Regions from separate parts of the Callithrix jacchus genome. Here region 1 is linked to region 2. A link is a contact called in public Hi-C data. All regions are on one chromosome and are shown on one strand. Each heading gives the region's core, a stretch centred on a gene start, on an enhancer-like site or on the middle of the called end of the contact. The rest is flanking DNA. Distances are from core to core; before and after follow the strand shown. Region 1 overlaps LOC100412393 (A disintegrin and metalloproteinase with thrombospondin motifs 7). Region 2 holds the start of CTSH (cathepsin H).

Region 1 (5,817 bases), core at 2,462-4,961, 170 kb after region 2:
ACCCACCCCTGCACGCAGTGGGTGGTGGGGCCCTGGGGCCAGGTGAGCTGAGCTGCATGGAGGAGCAGGGAGCAAGGGCTTGGTGGCACCTGGTCGATCGTGGGTTGGGTGAAGCAGCTATTGAGTATGGCTGAGAGCCAGGCTCTCTGGCCACTGCTCATGCAGCAGTGACTGGATGAGGTCACGCCCTGCTGGTGCTCACAGCCTGCCAGGGAGAAACAGACAAGGAAAGGGCACGTGTGCTGTGATATCAGGGAAGGCCTTCCCAGGAGGGGCCTAGGGTTGAGACCCGAGGGAGGAGTCAGTGATGCCAAGAACAGGGATAAAAGGGACAGTAGGTGTGAAGTCTGAGGCAGGAATGACAGGCTTGGGGCGATCAGGGAGCCTGGCAAAGGCCAGCGGCAGAAGGGGGCGGAAGAGGAGCCTTGGGTGGGCAGGATACCTTCTGCCGGGTCTGTTTGGAACCAAGGGGGTCAGAAATCTCAGCTCTGGGCCCTGAGCTGGGCCCTGGAGTCAGCTGGGCCAGCGTTCAAGTCTTTGTCCCACTGGCTGCTGAGTGACTCTGGGCAGGTTGCTTTGCCTCTCTGGGTCACTGTTTTCTCATCTGTAATACGGGGATAGTTTGGGAGAGGAGGGGCGGGAGGATTAAATAAAGTAACGGGATGAAGCACAGGGCTGGGCACAGACTCAGTGGGCACAGCACGACACTGGCACAGACTTGGAGCATGTTTAGGGCTTTCAGACCCGCATCTGATAACAACGAAGCCTGGCGGGCTGGGCCCTGGCTGTGAAACCTGTCTCCTCCCCTCCTGCCTGTGGGCTGGGCAGGTCCTCGGCCCCATCCCTTGGGCACAGCGGTGTCTCGCCCATGTCTCTGCCCGCTGCTGAATTAGGGCTCCATCCTGGGGCTCTGCCCAGGTCTCTCGGGCATGTCCTGTGCGAGGGGCTTGCTGCCCTGCAGCCTCGAAGGCTGTCCCCACTGTTCTCATGGCCCTCCCCACTGCAGGAGACGATCCCACAAATGCGAGTGGGATTCAAGTACCGAGTGGGCTCTAGGCATGGGACCAGGCCTTCCCAGGAGGCAGTGAGGGTGGGGCTGGGAGCAAGGGCAGGCCAGTCAGGCACAGGGCACAGGGATGGCTTCCCAGTGGAGGTGTCACTGCCCCTGATGCTAAGGTGGCCCAGGGAGACGCTTCTTCCTCCCCACTCCCCACAGTGCTCAGCACCCTGTGGTGGGGGCGTCCAGCGGCGCCTGGTCAAGTGTGTCAACACCCAGACGGGGCTGCCCGAGGAAGACAGTGACCAGTGTGGCCATGAGGCCTGGCCCGAGAGCTCCCAGCCGTGTGGCATCGAGGACTGCGAGCCCATCCAGCCGCCCCGTGAGTCCCTGAACTCCTGGCTCTCTGCTAAAGTGAGGTGGGGTGGGGAGGGTAATGGGGAGTGGGATTGTCAAACCATCGAAGCCACGGCACCGGCTGGCTCCATCTGTAGTCTGGGCTCAGGAGCCATGTGGTCACTGAGAATCCTGAGGCCACAGGATGCCATACTCAAGCCTGAGCTGTGCTGGGAGTTGGCCCGGAGGCCCCAGCCACATGATACCCTGCTGATAGATGTCTGGCCTCGGGGGAGGAGAGGGAGAGGCCCTGGCCCCTGAGCTGCTGTGTGAACCTGCATAAGCTCTTTCCCTCTGGGTCTCAGTCTTCCCATAGTGAGGCCGGGGATGTCCCTGAGGCTGTGTGAAAGCTGGGCCTGGGTGAGGCCGGGTCCCCAGCCCTGGCCTGTTTTCCCTGCCAGAGGGCTACCTAGAGTGAGCAGTGGAACTGCAGGGAGGGCCTCCCTCCCAGGGTCCTGCTAGTCCCAGCGGCGGGGGGTTTCCTGGCCAGCTGTGTCCTGGCAGAAGGGCCTGAGCCAAAGTGGTCTGGACACCCTGACCCCTGCTGCTGACACACACACACACACACACACACACACACACACTCTCTCTCTCTCTCTCTCTTTCTCTCTCTTTCTCTCTCTTCCTTCCTGCAGCCCCAGCTGCTCCCAGCAGTGCTGAGTGCAGGAAACCGTGGCCCTGGAGTCTCACCTGGGCTCCCTCGCCAGCTGTGTGGCCTTGGGCTCCATTCCCCTGTCAGGGACTTCATATGTTGAATCACGGGGCTGTCAATCACCATCCTTGCCTAAATGAGGTCTGGGCACGAAGCATCCCGCACTGCGTGGGCGTCCAGGTGGTACTCAGGGAAGGCGGCTTTTTCCCCTTCCCCAAAGCCACTGTCATCCCCAATTGCAAGGTCAGGAAGAGGGCCTGGGTCTGCCCCTGGAAGTCTAGGGCACCCAGAAGCTGTGGTGGGAAGAGCTGTGGCCCCCTGTACTATTGGCTATCTGCCCCCTGCCCCTTGGACAGAGTTGGCAGCCAGGGCACTCAGGCTGGCATTCGGGGCCCCCTGCAGTCTCCCGGGTCTGCCTCTCCCCTTGTCTTGCGTAGTCTTCTCTATCTGCTCCTGAACAGCCCTCATTCAGGCTCAGAGTGGCCCCTGCCATGCCTCACTACCCTGCCTCTGACAGGGGTGGCCTTCCTGCCTCAAATTCCATTACCTCAAGGCCCAGAGGTAGTGCCCCCACTTTGCCCTGCCTGTCCTCAGCACGCACCGAGCCAGCATCTGGGAGCACTCCTGTGTGCCGCCTGAGCTGGGTGCTGGCATCACATCTCTTGCTGTCAGGGCTAGGCTGGCTACAGGGAAAAGGTGGTTACCATCCCAGTTGGTGAGGACCAGATGGGGCAGAGAATGGGAATTGAGGTGCCTGGGGGCCCAGAACCAGGGACAATGGCCCACGAGGCCCTGGGCTTGCAGGGTCTCCAGGGGTGGGTGTGAGTGGGTAGAGGGAGTGGGGCTGCTTAGGTGGCTGAACTAGAAGCTGTCTTAAGTGAGTTTTCGGTGGCCAGTGAACAGTGGAGGGGAAGAAGGAAGGTGTCTTGCACCTTGAGACCTGGAGTTCCCAGGATGTTTTGCTGGTCTGTGGGATAGTGTGGTGGATATTTGGAAAGCCTGGAATCTCCAGAGTGTGTGGTCACTGCAGTGACCCAGCATGGCTGCATCCGTTTGCTGCAGAGGCGGGGCTGACAAAGGAGGGAACCGAGGCCTGAGAGGTGAGGCAGCTTGTGTGAGGTCACCCCAGGCGAGCAGGATGCAGCCTGCAGATGTGCGCTTTGGAGCTCTGCCTGGAGCTGAGCTGGAGGAGTCTGCCTGCTGCCTCGTGCCCTCTGCGGGGCCTGGAGGATGGCCCAGGCCCAGGGCTGGCTGCTCCTCTCCTGCTCCTCCTCCCCCGGGAGGTCTGCTGGAGTGAGCAGGGCCAGGGCGGCAGCTGGGGGTTTTCAGCAGTGACAACAGCATCAGGAGCAAGGCCAGGAGGCTGGAAAAAAGCCACTTCCCAAAATAGGTCTGATAACCACAGGCAGGAGGGCCCAGCCAAGCCTCAGCCCTGACAAGCCTCAGCCCCTGGTTTCCGCTGACAGCCTGCAAGGTCCAGTCTTTCGAGGCTTCGTGGCCTCCCTGAGAAGTGGAAGGCTGGCCTGGGAGATGGGACCCTGTGACCCCAAAGCCGAGGCTGAGTGCAACCCCCGTGGCTGGAGGCGGTCACAGAGGCCTGGTAGGACAGGTGCACTGATGCAGGAGGAGGTGCCAGGAATGGGGGCAGAGGCCACTGCAGGCTGGCAGCAGCCCCTGGGACTGCAGTTTTGTGCCAGGCTCTATCAGGGGATTCCAAGGCTGAGCAAGGATGGAGATGGGGTGGTGGGGCATTGCCCCAGGCAGGCTCTTCCGTGGGCATGTGAGGGGGTCAGGGTGGGGTCTCAGGCCCTTTTCTCCAGAAACCTCAGCCCACCAGCACCTGTTCTCCAATCTTGGGGGTTGGCCATGGGAAGATGGGAGAGAGACAGCCACAGCTGGAGATGTGCAACTCTGGTTCGGGAGCTCCTCCAGAAACTGGGGCCCTCTGCATAGCAGGGAGCTGCTGGAGACTCCTTAAGGTGACTGGTGTGGGGAGCCAGGTTCTGTGTACCCCAAACCACTGATGTCCCCCGCCCCCTACTCCAGGCTGTGAGCGGGACCGCCTGTCATTCGGATTCTGCGAGACACTGCGCCTGCTGGGCCGCTGCCGGTTGCCCACTGTCCGCACCCAGTGCTGCCACTCATGCCCTCCACCCAGCCATGGCACCCCCTCCCGAGGCCATCAGCGGGCTGCCCGCCGCTGACCGCATCAGGATGCACAGACCGACCAACAGACCTCAGTGCCCACCATGGGCTGTGGTGGAGCTCCCGCCTCCTGCGCCCTAATGGTGCTAACCCCCTCTCCCCATCCAGCGGCAGGCTGGGGACCTCCTCCCCCTCAGAAAAAGTATTTTTTTATTATAACAGTTTGTGTAACATTTATTATTATTTTACATAAATGAGCATCTACCATTCCAAAGCACAGTGTGACTTCTTCTTGGATTTGGAGAATCTTAAAGTCAGAAACTCTTCTCCTGACTCCTCTGCCCCAATCTCCACTGCGAAGCACCTCAGCAGACAGCGGCTTTTCACCTGCTCCCCTGGGGCAGATCTGCTGGGGGCAGAGCAGCAAGTGAGTCTGTGAGAGCAGGCCTCGGGAGCCAGGGGGGTGCTACCCTGGGAGACCTGTCTGCAGAGGGCTGGGTTCTGGGGCAGGAAGGTTTTCTGGGCAGGGGTACAGCCTGGCCTTTACTTGCTGCCTGCCTCTAGCTCAGGCACCCAGCTTTCCCTGGGGCCTCACTCTGAGGTCCTCAGAGGCCTGCCCACCTTGCAGGTGTCACCTGCAGGGACTGTACCCTGGAGTGATGGGGGCTGGGCCCCTGTGGGCAGCTCCCTGGCCCTCTCTGATGTATCTGTTGACTCTTCTGCAAAAACCAGGCAGAGAGGGGAAGAGCAGGCTGGCCAGCTGTGCCCTTCTATGTCCCCACCTGTCCCTTTATCTCTGTTCCCAGAGATGGGGCTGGGCTAATTCCCACTGCCTCAGGGTGGTCCCTTCCCCACCACCAGCCCCAGAGCCAGGTTCCTACCACGCTGATCTGTGGTAACCTGGTACCTGCCTACCCACAGCCCCTTCCCCTCCTATAAAATCTAGTCCTATGGAGAATGTGGTGCCCACAGCAGGGAACAGATGGGCATGAAGGTGCTTTGAAGAGCGTCCTGGCCTGGTGAGGGGTGGAGAGGCTGGGGAGGGGGCACACACTGTCCTCCCAGGCCCAGGCCCAGGCCCAGCCCCAGATCCCACCTGCCCTCTGCTTGTGAGCCTTGGACTCAGCCGTTGACAATTTCCTCCTTAGCGGCCCCCTGGAAGGTGTAATGCCCCTTCTCCAGGTGGGGGGTGCTAAGGTTCAGAGGTCGCCCTGCAGCTTACCGGGGCCACCGCTCACATTCTACTCTTCCGCATATGGCATCCCTGGACAAAAGGCGAGTGGGACCCTGGAGCCTGCATGCGGCAGCTGCGGCTACTTGGCTGGATGTACGCTGGGGACAGAAGGGACATCACTGAAAATCACTCCTTAGGGACTAAGACCAAGAAACTGTATCAGAGGCTGAACCCCTTGGTGATGAGCGTCTGTCCCAGGACTTGGAAGGGATGAAGGGAGCTTGGCCAGGGTGGCTGCCTGCGGGGTATGCCCTGCTGCTCCCAACTCCATGTGCTCACCTCATCTGACACCAACAGCCCCATCCTCAGAGGAGGAGCTCAAGGCTCTGAGAGGAAGTAACTGGCCCAAGGCCACATGCCCTGGTGACACAGGGCATCCTAGGCCCTGACTGC
Region 2 (5,003 bases), core at 107-2,606:
CCCATCTCTACTAAAAATACAAAACAAACTAGCTGGGGGTGATGGTATGAGCCTGTGGTCCCAGCTACTCAAGAGGCTGAAGTGGGAGGATCTCCTGAGCCTGGGAGGTTGAGGCTGCGGTGAGCTGGAATGGTACCACTGTTCTCCAGCCTGGGCAACAACAGAGCCAGGCTCAGTCTCTAAATAAATAAATAAACAAAATGTTAAAATAGAGCAAGACCAGAGCAGAAAGCACTGCAGTAGGTCAAGGCTGGGTTCAGGCACTCTCTGCACACGGACTGGGAAAGTCACAGTCTACTCTTGGAGCCTCAGTTTTCTCATCTGTAAAATGGGGGCGTCAACAACATGCCACTTTGCAAGATGATGATGCAAGTGAAGAACGGGGCGCTACTGGGCCTGTTCTTCTTGAGGCTGCGCACAGGTGGGTCTGAATCTCTCCTCACCCAAAGCAGTGATGGTGCAGGCTCCTCAGCGTGGATTGCCTGTTCTTCTGTCTCACACCCAGACCCTTACATACCATCTTCTTCAGCTTTGCAAACTACAGAGAACCACCCTTCAGCTCTTAATGTAACTTCCTCAGCAGAAAGACTAAACTGTCTATTGAGGGACAAACAACTCACAAGGAGGTCGTCTAGCTTCTCCAGTTGTAAGTCCATTCCAAGCAGAAGGGACAGCCAGGGGAAGGTGGTTAACCAGGGCAGGGAAGCGTAGGGAGTGCATGGGGAAATCCAAGGTGGGGACAGGCAGGGACATAGGGGTCCCATGGGGCTGTGAGGTGGGGACAGAAAGGGACATGGGGGTGTGAGATGGGGACACGCAAGGACATGGGGTGCAAGATGGGGACAGGCAGGGAGATGGGGATGCGAGGTGGGGACACGCAGGGACATGGGGGTGTGAGGTGGGGACAGGCAGGGACATGAGGGTGTGAGGTGGAAACACGCAGAGACATGGGGGGTGCAAGGTGGAGACAGGCAGGGACATGGGGGTGCGAGGTGGGGACAGGAAGGGACATGGGGGTGCGAGGTGGGGACAGGCAAGGACATAGGGGCTGTGAAGTGGAGACACACAGGGACATGGGGGACGTGGGGATGGCCACAGGATGGGAGAGGGAGAGGCCAGGCTGAGACCCGCCCCTCCGCGCGGTGCCAGGCAAAGCGAGGGCTCAGCCAGTCCTGACAGGCAGACAGGTCCCTCCTCCCAGAGGAGATGTGGCAGCGACGCGGCCCGGCAGTAGGTGGAAGAGCGGGCGGGTTAATCGGAGCACTCCCCCTCCCGCGAGCCCGGCCGAGGGGAGCCCGCACACCCCGCCCCGCCCCGCCCCGCCCCGCCCCGCCCCGCCCCGCGATCCCGGGCTCCGCTCTGGGCCGCAACCTCCGCGAGCCCGGGGCGCCAGAGTCCCGCCGCTGCCGCCGCTATGTGGGCCGCGCTGCCGCTGCTCTGCGCCGGGGTCTGTCTCCTGGGAGCCCCGGCCCGCGGCGCCGCCGAACTGTCGGTGAACTCCCTAGGTACGCGGAGGGGGCGCACTGGGCTCCGGGGAACCGGGCGGAGCTTTCCCCGGCGGAGGCCGGGGCTCTGCGTGCTGGCGCGGGAGGGGGTCTGGGAGCGGGGCGGCTGGCGGGCCCGGAGGATCGGGGGACGAGTGTCCAGGCGGCTCCCCAGCCTGGAATACCAAAGAAGCTCTCAGGTCCTTCCGCCCTCCCCTGCTGGGGACACGGAGAGTCGGAAAGGGAACTTTGATCCGTCCCAGAGGTGAGCAGGGACTTCCCAGCCTTCTTCTAGCAGCTTCCCCCGGGACTTGGCACCCAGGGCATCCCCGTAGTGTCGTGGGAGTCCCATCTGCAGAGCGGGCTGTTTGGAGGAGCGGATCCCTGGGCAACGGCACCAAGGAAAGCACTGAGACCAGCAGCGCTTTTCCCGCACCCCAGGGCCCATGCGATCAGGCGGACCCCGGACTCCCCTTGTTGGCCAAGTTGTCTGTGACTGCAGCTTCCTGCTGCCCTTGCACCCTGCCAGCTGCCCGGGCTCAGGCACCTCCCCCGGCTGAAGGCAAGGAGCCTGCTCTTCCCTACTGCCCCCTCCTTTCCTGCAGCCCCTGGTCCCAGCCTCAGCCACAGGCTCTGAACTTAAAGACCACCTGTCCCCTCCACAGAGAAAAGTAGCCAAGAAAAAACTCGAGGAGCCCAGAACCTAGGGAGGGGTGCCCTGAGCTTTGGAGGAACGGGACAGGGATTTCCCCCAGCGAGAGGCTCAGGGAATGGGACAAAGATCACTGAGGCTGAATCTCAGCCAGAGGGTTGCCTCATTCCTTCCCAACTGCTTATAAAAGAAAGCCCCCCAGCCTTGTAAACCTCAGTGGGCCCCCAGCTCCAGGTCAGTTCCCGCCTAAGGAAAACCCCGCCCCCCCAAACAGGCTGTGTGGAGGAAGCTGGCACAGAGAGGCTGTCTGAATTCCAGAGCAGGGCTTGACAAGCTTTTTCTGTAAGGCACAGTGGCTCATGCCTGTAATCCCAGCACTTTGGGAGACCGAGGAGGGTGGATCACGAGGTCAGGAGATCGAGACCATCCTGGCCAACATGGTGAAACGCCGTTTCTACTTAAAATACAAAAATTAGCCGGGCATGGTGGCGCACACTTCCAGTCTCAGCTACTTGGGAGGCTGAGGCAGGAGAATCTCTTGAAACCAGGAGGTGGAATCACTCTAGCCTGGGTGTGTGGGTGACAGAGTAAGACTCCATCAAAAAAAAAAAAAAAAAAAACGGAGAATACTGTAGTTTCCTGTCACCTGCTCTAAATCCAGGCAGGGCACACATCATGGCACTTTTAAAAGTCCTAACGAAACTGAAATGGATCTATTTGAGGGTCAGGCACCATTCACCAGAAGATTATTCTGGCCCCAGAATAATCTTCCTAGAGGCAAACTGGTAGTCAGTTGTCCTAAACTCAAACCCTACCTCCAACCCTTGTCCTGAGTTGAAGTCTGTCTTCTCTAAAGCCTTCAGCTGCAGTAGGGCCCTTAATCAAGGTTTGGAATCTCCTGAAACCCTAAAGGGACCCATGTTGGGGAAATGTACATTTTTTCCCCTGGGAAATTGGCCATAGATTGGTCTCTGGAACAGGTTCCAGACCCAAAAAAGGAGATATAAATGCTGTGTGGTAGTGATCTTCACACTGGAGGTGTGGGTCCTTGGGGGAACACAAAGATATTCCAAGTGATGCCGGCACAGAGAGTGTTCTGGGAATCCATTTACAGATCTTTTATTTCCAAATGCCCTTTTTGCTAAAACTGGGAGATAGCCCCTGAAGGCAAGGGGGATCTCTTTCCTCTCATTCAATCTGAACCTGAATAAAACAATAGGAACAGCTGGGCAAGGTGGCTCACGCCTATAATCCCAGCACTTTAGGAGGCTGAGGCAAGGGATCATCACCTGAGGTCAGGAGTTCGAGACCTGCCTGACTAACATGGTGAAACCCTGTCTCTACTAAAAATACAAAAAGTAGCCGAATGTAGTGGCGAGCACCTGTAATCCCAGCTATTCGGGAATCTGAAGCAGGAGAATTGCTTGAACCTGGGAGGTGGAGGTTGTAGTGAACCAATACCGCGCCACTGCCCTGGCCTAGGCGACAAAGCCAGACTCCATCTCAAAAAAAAAATAATAAAAAGAAAGAAAGGACTGGGCATGGTGGCTCATGCTTGTAATCCCAACACTTTGGGAGGCTGAGGCAGGCGGATCACGAGGTCAGGAGATCGAGACCATCCTGGCCAACATGATGAAACCCTGTCTCTACTAAAAAATACAAAAAAAAATCAGCTGGGCGTGATGGCACACGCCTGTAATCCCAGCTACTTGGGAGGCTGAAGCCAGAGAATTGCTTGAACCCGGAGGAGGAGGTTTCAGTGAGCCGAGATCGCGCCACTGCACTCCAGTGTGGTGCCTGGCAACAGAGCAAGACTCTGTCTCAAAAAAAAAAAAAAAAGAAAAAGAAAAAAGGAAGAAAGCAAGCAAGCATGTTGAGTGATAGAGCAAGCACCATGGGATTGGATACACAGAAAGGGGTGAAAAGAATTAAATGGCATTGCTCTTGAAAACTGCCTCTATTTCCAGCTGCTGATTCAAGTAGGGTTTCTCAGCCCTCTGACCTATAAGAAACAAAAATAAGACCAGAATTAATGCTGACCCTTTTCTCAAACAGTATTCACCCATGAAAATATAAATCATTGGGGGGGATGGGTAGAGTCCTGTTTATCTCAATAAGAGATACATTTCCGATACAATTTTACTTTTGATGTTTAACAGTTGTTTTTCATAATGTATAATACATTTAAAATGTTTTAATCAGTTGGGACACTGATAATAATTATGATAACTCAATCCAGAATAAATTTTTATAATAGTCACAGATGTATGGGTCACAGGTAGTAAAAATCATTTAAATTTATACTTTTTGTTGTTACAGAAAAGAATGGGAAAGTGATCAGGGTTTCACCATGTTAGTCAGGCAGGTCTCGAACTCCTGACCTCAGGTGATGATCCCTTGCCTCAGCCTCCTAAAGTGCTGGGATTATAGGCGTGAGCCACCTTGCCCAGCTGTTCCTATTGTTTTATTCAGGTTCAGATTGAATGAGAGGAAAGCATAAAAATTAGGATAAAATTGGCTGGGCATGGTGGCTCACACCTGTAATCCCAGCACTTTGGAAGGCTGAGGATCACGGGGTCAAGAGATCGAGACCATCCTGGCCAACATAGTGAAACCTTGTCTCTACTAAAAATACAAAAATTAGCTGGGCGTGGTGGCACACGCCTGTGGTCCCAGCTACTCGGGAGGCTGAGGCGGAAGAGCAAGACTCCGGTCTCAAAAAAAAAAAAAAAAAAATTAGGATAATATTCTGCCAGGTGGGGATGGAGATAGGTATTCTAGGAGAAAAAGAAACTGTAAAGCATTTGATTTTGTTTTGTTTTGTATTTTTGAGTTGGAGTTTTGCTCTTGTTGCTCAGGCTGGAGTG

The links. Hi-C and Micro-C count contacts between places; a contact is called where the count stands out from the background.
Region 1: a Hi-C map of skeletal muscle shows a contact between it and region 2, with 3 times the contacts expected there. The contact joins the enhancer-like site here to the promoter of CTSH in region 2. A contact is called at or near these places in 2 of 3 Hi-C or Micro-C datasets (both in skeletal muscle).

What each region holds. Positions count from the first base shown.
Region 1 is chr6:29,306,975-29,312,791 of calJac240_pri, forward strand. LOC100412393 (A disintegrin and metalloproteinase with thrombospondin motifs 7) reads left to right here. Exons shown (of 25, transcript XM_078329075.1): 22 at 1-42; 23 at 1,217-1,379; 24 at 2,029-2,288; 25 at 4,092-4,464. The coding sequence ends at 4,331. Among named protein-coding and RNA genes, the nearest start is that of TRNAK-CUU, 92 kb to the left of the region's middle. Within about 2 kb of position 3,712, at least 4 of the 16 cell types and tissues checked have an H3K27ac peak or open chromatin away from gene starts, as enhancers often do. A contact at or near this core is called in skeletal muscle, where this site is marked.
Region 2 is chr6:29,140,831-29,145,833 of calJac240_pri, forward strand. CTSH (cathepsin H) reads left to right here and starts at 1,357. Exons shown (of 12, transcript XM_002753365.4): 1 at 1,357-1,505. The coding sequence starts at 1,415.